Linked DNA regions of Mus musculus: region 2 is linked to region 1. A link is a contact called in public HiChIP or PLAC-seq data. All regions are on one chromosome and are shown on one strand. Each heading gives the region's core, a stretch centred on a gene start, on an enhancer-like site or on the middle of the called end of the contact. The rest is flanking DNA. Distances are from core to core; before and after follow the strand shown. Region 1 overlaps Gm36924 (a long non-coding RNA gene). Region 2 has its middle 24 kb from the start of Pbk.

Region 1 (4,191 bases), core at 600-3,099:
AAGCCCCAGGCCACAATTAGTGCCCTTGAGCACTCCCATGTGGCCACAGCTTCCTTGTGCTATAGCTTGATCTTTTCTATTGTTTTGCTTTAAAGTTTTCTTTTTCCTTTTCTTTTCTTTTTCTTTCTTTTTTTTTTTTTGTTTTTTGTTTGTTTGTTTGTTTTGGGTTTTTTTTTTTTTTTTTCGAGACAGGGTTTCTCTGTGTAGCCCTGGCTGTCCTGGAACTCACTTTGTAGACCAGGCTGGCCTGGAACTCAGAAATCCTCCTGTCTCTGCCTCCCAAGTGCTGGGATTACGCCCGGCTGCTTTAAAGTTTTCTTAATCCTTTTGAAAAAATTGTCCTGAGCTTTTATTTCAATACCTTGAATAAGAGGCCAAACCCCTTGAAACTGGGTCAATCCTGACCACCAAAGAAAAAAGTCAATGGTGGAGAGAGGAAGAAAATGGCAAAATTCTGAATGAATACTCCAACTGTGGTGGTGCACACCTTTAACCCCAGCAAATCGGAAGGCAAAAGCAGGCAGATCTCTGAGTTTGAGGCCAGCCTGGCCTAAAGTATGCTTCAGGACAGCCAGGGCTATACAGAGAAACCCTGGAGAGAGAGGGGGGGGGGGCAGGCTGATGTCAGAGAGGAATCCCTATTGATGATTTCACCCCTGGATCCACTACTGACATTTTTAGACAAGCATAGTCACTCTAGTCAATACTGGTTACATATATAACTAATCAATGCAAAGGTTTTTTTTTTTTTTCTCAATCAAGAACCACAAAACAAACATGTTGTGTTCTACATTCTAGAATAAGGTGGCTCAGTGGATAAAAGCACTTGCTGCCAAGCCCGATGACCTGAGTTTGACCCCTGGAACCCACACAGTGGGAAGAAAAGAACTGACTTCTGTAAATTGTTCTCTGACCTCTACCATCAATCTGTGGCGTGCAAGTGCCTCCCCCCCACACACACAATAAATAAATGTAAAGGGAGTAGGGGTACAGCTCAGCGACACAATACGTGCTTAGCATAAGTGAAGCCTTAGGTGTGAGGCCCAGGAAAGGAAAGGAAAGGAAAGGAAAGGAAAGGAAAGGAAAGGAAAGGAAAGGAAAAACAAAAAACCCAACCAACCAACAAGCAAAACCAGACGTTTAGAAGATTGGGACTGGGGGTGCTCAACCGACAGTGCTTGCCTAGTGCACTCAAAACCCTGGATTGGATCTCAGTATCAAATAAAACCAGGCTTGGCTCTGACACATTGATCATCCTCATACTTAAGAGATAGAGGTAGAAGAACAGAAGTTTAAGGCCAGCCTGGGCCATGAAGCAAGATCCTGTTTCAAAATATAGAAAATAAAGTGTTGTTGTTGTTGTTGTTTCAAGATAATTATGCCTCTAAAAGGAAGCCCGTAGAATCTTTCCCATGATACTGGGCCAGTAATTAAGAGCTTGTTTTCCCAGGACTGTGTCACCTTTGGTGGCTGGTGGGTAGGGGTGAGGCCTGAACTTAGGAGGAAGAAAAAAAAATCCACTCTGAGTCACCTTGATGGAATAGGTGCAGTCAGGAAGCTTGAGGGTGGGGTTCCAGAGCCTTCCTTGGTTCAAAGCAAAGGGAAGACAGGGAAAATGCCCAGACCAGGACAGAAGCCACTTAACGGCAAAGTTTTCTAACCAGGGGACATGAAACAGTTAAAGAAAAAAAACCAAGACAGCTGAGGCCAAGGGGCTGTGTAATAGTCACACACAGGAAGTGTCACAGGGTTCGTCTGTCTGTGCCACGCAAGAAGGGAGACTGGTTTCAGCTGGGCTGCAGCCTGCAAGCTGTTCTTCCTACCAGAAAGCCAGGAGCCAGGGAACCTCCCAGGGCCGCCCATGACTCATTCCCAGGCAGCTGAGGCAGGCCAGAAACAGAGGCACAGCTGTGTTCTGCTCACACCCTGCATCTTCCATGTCCTGCGTCTTCATGGGAAGGAACAAGGTCTCCTCAGAAAGAGAGACCGAGTTAACCAGGAATCGCTAGTCTAGGCAAACACGAGGCATGTGTAGAAAACTAGAGAAAAAATACAAGTGAATCTCAAGCAAAGAAATCTTCATGGATACATTGAGTTTTGAGGAACTCGCCCAGAGTCGTCTGTGTTGGGAGAGCAAGGACTCAACTCAGGAACAGATAGAGACCGGGCATTACTTATTTTATTTTTAAATTACTTTTATTTATTTGAATCAAGCATAGCATCTTTCTTTCTTTCTTTCTTTCTTTCTTTCTTTCTTTCTTTCTTTCTTTCTTCTTCTTCTTCTTCTTCTTCTTCTTCTTCTTCTTCTTCTTCTTCTTCTTCTCTTCCTCCTCCTCTTCCTCCTTCTTCTCCTTCTATTTAACTTTTTATTGATTCTTTGTGAATTTTGGATCATGTACCCTGTGATGGTTTGTATATTCTTGGACCAGGGAGTGGCACCATTTGGAGGTGTGGCCTTGTTGGAATAGGTGTGGCCTGGTTGGAGTAGGTGTGTCACCATGGGTGTGGGTTTAAGACTCTCACCCCAGTTGCCTAGAAGTCAGTCTTCCACTAGCAGCCTTTGGATGAAGACATAGAACTCTCAGCTCTGCCTGTGCCATGCCTGCCTGGATACTGCCATGCTCCCACCTTGATGATAATGGACTGAACCTCTGAACCTGTAAGCCAGCCCCAATTAAATGTTTTTTTATAAGACTTGCCTTGATCATGGTGTCTGTTCACAGCAGTAAAACCGTAACTAAGACATACCCCAATCCCATTCATCAATCTGTCCCTTCATACGCACCCTTCCCCCTTGCAACCTGCCTCCCCAAAGGAAAAAAAAAATCTCGTTGTGGAAGCTGTAGTGTGTCACAGTGTGTCCCGCAGTATACCCTCTTGTCCACACTTCTTCATTTGCAAATGTTCATTGCAGTGACTCATTGATCTGATTTGAAGCCCCTGGCTTCTGCTACCCCATCAATATTGGTTCCTCACTGGGACTCCTCTCAGATATGTTGTTGCCCTGTGTCATAGAGATCTTGCAGCTTTGAATCTGTAGGACTGGCTCTTTGACATGCTCCAGCAGTTCATAGATGGGGTAGATGTTGGGGTGGGCCAACTCAAAGCCCTGGATCTGGGCCTAAGTAGTAGCTGAACTAGTCAACCGGCCAGCCTCTCACACCCACACAACCAGGGCAAGCTCTTCAGCACTGCCAGGGCTAGCTCACCCAATGCCACAGCTAGCAATGAACAGAGAATGGCTCACTTTAATCTCAGCACTTGGGAGGCAGAGACTGGTGGATCTTTGCCAGTTTGGGGCCAGCTGGGCTACATTGTAACCCCTATTTCCAAAACAAAACATGTGATTATTTATTTATTTATTTATTTATTCATCCATTCTCTCATTGGTAGGGTGGGGTGTTGCATACTTACTGCAAAGTGCATGCATGTGGAAGTCAGAGGCTCTCAGTTGTCTCCTACTACGTGGGGCTTCAGGGTGGAACTCAGGTCATCAGGGTTGGTAACAAACATCTTTATCCACCGAGTCATCTGACCAGCACAGACTTTTCTCTTTCACTGTGTGAAAGCGACTCCTGCAGAACAAATTGAAAATGGCATTCAGAAAACATAGACCTTTAGCCAGGCAGTGATGTCCTGCATCTATCCTGGTCCTCTCAGCATGGAAGCAGGAGGATCAGGAGTTTGAGACCATCCAAAACTGGCTGCTATGTTCAAGACCAGCCTGTGTTATGTGAGTCCCTGTCTCAAAAGAAAGAAAAGGAAAGAACGACAACAACAACAACAATAACATTTGCCGGTGTGCATATACTACTATAATCTACAAATTGGGACAAATCTGCAGTTAGTGCTACACTCAGGGTTAAAGTCCTAAAGGAGTCTTAACAAATCAAAAAAGCCACACAGAGGTCAAGAGGAATTTTGGCAGAGGTTACTCAACTGACTGTTTCCAACGGAAGTTCTGTGCTAGCCACTAAGCATGTGAGAACGATCAGGCTCCCCAAGAAAGCCACACTCAGCAGCAGCCAGGCTCTTCAAATCTTGCTCAACATGACATACCAAAGCCATTGTTTAAACACAACTTTGACATATCATTTTTTTTCCACCTAACAACTTGACAGACTTTAAAAAAAAAAAAAAGAGTTATTTTACATTCACTAATTTGAGGAGATGCACACATGGAGGTCAGAC
Region 2 (4,263 bases), core at 72-2,571, 1.1 Mb before region 1:
CTCCATGAGCACACCACACAGGAGAAGAAGGACAGCACAGTTTAGTGGTGCCTTTGTCACCAATGATCAGGCCAGGGCCCTTTGTCCTACATGAATGATGTCACTATAAGCAATGAGTAGTTTTGATAGTACCGGGCCCTTGAGAGCCTCAGGCTTATGGATAGAACTGAAAAGCTTGGATGCTTTTATCCTTGAGAACTAGAGGTGTAGGCCCAGTCACTCTGACAAGAGGCTCATTGATCTGGGATTTGGTTATCAGTGCCTGGCACTTGGCAATGCAGTGTCAATCAATAGGAGTTAATGCTAGCCAGCTACAGCTCCTAACCTTGGGTGTCAGGATTCTTGGTCTCCAAGACTTGGCAGAACCCAGGGCTGGTCATCTATGATGACTTTGGATTTTTAAAGCCTCTGACGTCTGTACTCTTAGGCTACCTTTCTCATTCTGTCCGTCTACAGTCTTTGTTATCCCCACCACCTACATTTGCCTCCTTTGCTCCCCATTCTGTCCATCCCTCGCCGGAGGGGTACTACTGCTGGGGCCCTCAGTAAAGAATGGAGTCTACATGTGGGTGAAGACATGCCATTGTTGCCTCCATGTTCAGTTGGTCAGTCACCTGGATACCCCTCAGGAGAGTGGATCTACCTTAAACCATGCTGAAGAGAAAGGAAGAGTCATTTTTCCTTTAATAAGACAATCTGTAACACCCCTCTGTGCCATTGTTTCAGGGCTGCCACTGGGTTCTGTTGTGTCTGCCTTAGAAACTGTAATTTCCCATTTTCTGCCTTCTCATCTATCTTTGGAAGCTAGCCAGAGCCTAAGCAGCTTTCCTCAGCACTCCTGGCTTCACTCTTTCTTTACCATGCCCCACCTTGCTGTGTAGCTGCTTGTCCATCAGGTGGCTGGCCTCCATATTGGCTTAAGGCAAACAACATGAATGTTTCCTCCTCCTCCTCCAAGCGGCTGTTGAGAGAGAGACAGTTTGTCTGCCCTGGTGTTTTTCTTTTAAACTCCGATTAAATCACTCTTGAGCTTTCTTCTGGGTTTGTTCTTCGATTCCTTTATTAATGGGACTCAGAATCTCATAAAGGAACTCTGATTTCTGCGGGGGGTGGGGGGACTGCTGCTGTCACTTCAGCGGCTTGACCACCGACTGTCTCTCTGTCATGATAGTAGCAGTTCAGCCTGTCCTACTTATGACAAAATGTAGGTTGACTCAAAAAGTGAACTCAGCAACCCAGTTAGACAGCCAGGAGCGTGGTATGGAGTGACAGTGTGTGTTCAAATGTGGTGACTGGAACACCAACCACAACACACCCTCCAAAGTTTCCTCCAGCCTGTGACTCACAAGGTTTTAGGCTAAGTCATGAGGAGAATGGTCTCCGGCCTCCAGCCCCTGCAAGGTCTAGAGCCATCGCCTGCAGGATCATGTAAATTTGCTCCAAGCTTGTCTTGCTTAGGCTAAAGGTTCCTGTCACACTAGTTCAGGCTGTGGCTGGTCGGATGCGGGACACCATTTTAACCCACAGGATTTGGCTTTGAGGAGGAAACAGGACGGCGGCAGGAAGTGCAATCAAGGAAACTATGTTCTTAAGCGTGGCCGACGACTATGGGGTCCATCCACTCACGCCACTCAGCGTGACTAGGGTCTCGACATGTGCCAAAACCCGGGCTGTTTACTGAGGAGATAAAGCTGAGTGGGACTTAGACCCCAGGTGACAGTCAGCTAGCTGTATAAATGGCTCTCTCACATATACTGGACAGGATAGAGGGCTGTAAGTGTGACATACAGGACAAAAAACATCTTGCCTATAGTAGCAGATTTTTCTACTATATAGATTTTGGTTAGCAGGGTGTTTGGTTTTTGTTGTTGCTGTTTTATTGTTGTTGTTTTGTTGTTTATGTTTATATTTTTTAAATTTTGCTTTTGTGTATATGTGAGTGCGTATACATGTGAGTGTGTGTATGTGTGTGGATTTGAGTGTGAGTGTACATGTGTGCATGTGTGTGAGTGCATGTGTGTGAGTGCATGTGTATGTATGAGTGTGTGAGTGTGTGCAGATGTGTGTGTATGTGTGTTTATGTTCATGTGTTTGAGTGTGAGTATGTACATGTTTACATGTGTGTGAGTGTGTTTGAGTGTGAGTGCATGACTGTGTATGTGTGTGTTTATGTGCATGTGTGCATGTGTGTATATGTGTGAGTGTGTGTATGTGTGTGTATGTGTTTTTGAGTGTGAGTGCATCCATGTGTGTATGTGTGAGAGTATATGTATACATGTCAGTGTGAGAGTGTATGTGTGTTTCTGTGTGAGTGTGAGTATTGTGTGTGTATGTGAGGGTATGAGTATATGTTTGCGTGTGTTTGTATGTGTGTGAGTGCGCGTATGTGTGTGAGCGAGTGTACGTGTGTGTTTGTGTGCGCCACAGAATGAATGTATTGCTTGGAGGACAGCTTTTGTGAGTCAGTTCTCTCTGATCGCCATGTAGGTTATGGGAATTAAATTCAGGTCATTAGGCTTGTGTGGCAAGCACTTTGAGCTGCTGAGCTTCACTTGCCAGCAGGTGAAGAGGCTTTGAGGTAATAAAATACTGGATCTGGAAGAGAACAGAGATATCATCTAGTTCCAGCCCTCCCTCTTACAAACACAGAAATGTGACTTCCGCAGAAGCTAAGACGCTTGCCCAAGGACACATCCGGCCAGAGGCCGACTCCAGGAGAAAGTTCTTATCTTCTGCTTCCCCAGTGCAGAGAATTTTCCACTGCCCCATGCCAGATTACACACACAAGCATCACTTCTGCATTCCCCGCTCCCATACCTTAGCCACTTCTTTAAATGGTAATGTTTGTGAGTTCCAGGAGTCTGTGCTTATTTTCCATATTCTGCCAATTAATTGTGGTCTGGAGATAATCCATTCCAAGTCCCTGAGCTATAAAGTATGGCATCAGCTAATCTTTTTTCAAGGTAATTCATTCAAAACCTTGCATCAATTACACCTATTATAGTTTAGTCTTTGAGTTAAAAACCAATAATGTTCTTCTTTTTCCCCACAGCATGGTTACTGGGAGAAACTGTTTGTTTCCTGCTTGGAGACTATGTAGCCCAGGCAGGTCCTTAGCTGGCCTCCAACTCGCAATGATCTGCCTGCCCCTGTCTCCTGAGTGCTGGGATTAAAGGCTTGTACCACTACACATGACTTTTGGAGTAACTATACCACTGCGGAGTGCAGGCTGTCCACAGAACCGAAGTAGATATCCTGGGGAGTGAAAAGGGTCAGGCTTGAAGGAGCCCCATCATCGCTTGGTCAGTGACAGGCAGGAACAGTCTGGGACCTACTTTTCTCTGTTACTGCAGCCAGGTGCAACAGTAAGAAGAACTCACTGTCGCCCCACACCCTCCACTCCTCTTCCCAGCAGTCTACGCTGGGCCACTACCATCTGGAAATTATGAAGTCTGTTTGGAAGCCAGAAACACCTTCCACAGCAACTTAAATGGATTGCTTCCTTAGTCAACAGCACATCCAAAAATAAGAAAACAATTAGGCATTGTACAAACCGCCATTTTTATAGCCAACACTTCCAGCTATCAAATTAACCTGTGATGGCTTCTGACTCACAAACTATTCTGTCAAAGAGTCAATGATGTGGTGTTTACAGAAGGGAAGAGGGGGTCATATGGGCTAGTTTGTGTTTAGATAACATGGCACTAATATGGCTTTCTGATGTGGCTGGATGTAGCCAATGCTAGACATCTGGGATACAAAGCAATGGCTGACACTGAATGTCTGAGGATCCCCCAAAGCAAGCAGTGGTGTACCCTTTTATAAACCTGTGACCTTTTATAAACCTGTTCATGGCAGACACCACTTTGGTGTGATTCTCTATAAATGCAGCCTTGATGTCGGAGGTGAATGCCTCCACCTTTTGTGTTTGTCAGCTAGCCTGTATAGGTATGTATGCCTATCTTGTGACCTGTGTGCCCATCTACCCGTGTATGTACCCAGGTGTCTGCCAGTGTCTGCCTGCCTTGTGGCCAGTGTGCCTGTAACTACAGTTTCCCCTATTTGCTGCTGATTCCTTGGATTCTCTTTAACCTCTGGCTATTTATAACCCTCTTTTGTTCCTGGCTGTGGAGCTTGGACCTCACATGCACTCTCTTGTCTAGCAGTATAGATCTGGGCCAACCATTAAACATATGAGCCAGAAAGTACAGGAGGAGGAGAAGGAGAAGAAGGAGGAGAAGGAGGAGAAGGGAGGGGGAAGGG

The links. HiChIP or PLAC-seq counts read pairs in DNA pulled down with a chosen protein or histone mark.
Region 2: a contact with region 1 is called in a FOXA1 HiChIP or PLAC-seq map of pancreatic cancer cells. The contact joins two enhancer-like sites. A contact is called at or near these places in 1 of 115 datasets of contacts at active chromatin or transcription factors (pancreatic cancer cells) and 1 of 9 other capture datasets (adipose tissue).

What each region holds. Positions count from the first base shown.
Region 1 is chr14:64,637,384-64,641,574 of GRCm38.p6, reverse strand. It overlaps Gm36924 (a long non-coding RNA gene), which reads right to left. Exons shown (of 3, transcript XR_383509.2): 3 at 3,390-3,575. Among named protein-coding and RNA genes, the nearest start is that of Kif13b, 13 kb to the left of the region's middle. Within about 2 kb of position 1,849, at least 206 of the 459 cell types and tissues checked have an H3K27ac peak or open chromatin away from gene starts, as enhancers often do. A contact at or near this core is called in pancreatic cancer cells, where this site is marked.
Region 2 is chr14:65,780,214-65,784,476 of GRCm38.p6, reverse strand. No RefSeq gene overlaps it. Among named protein-coding and RNA genes, the nearest start is that of Pbk, 24 kb to the left of the region's middle. Within about 2 kb of position 1,321, at least 26 of the 459 cell types and tissues checked have an H3K27ac peak or open chromatin away from gene starts, as enhancers often do. A contact at or near this core is called in pancreatic cancer cells, where this site is marked.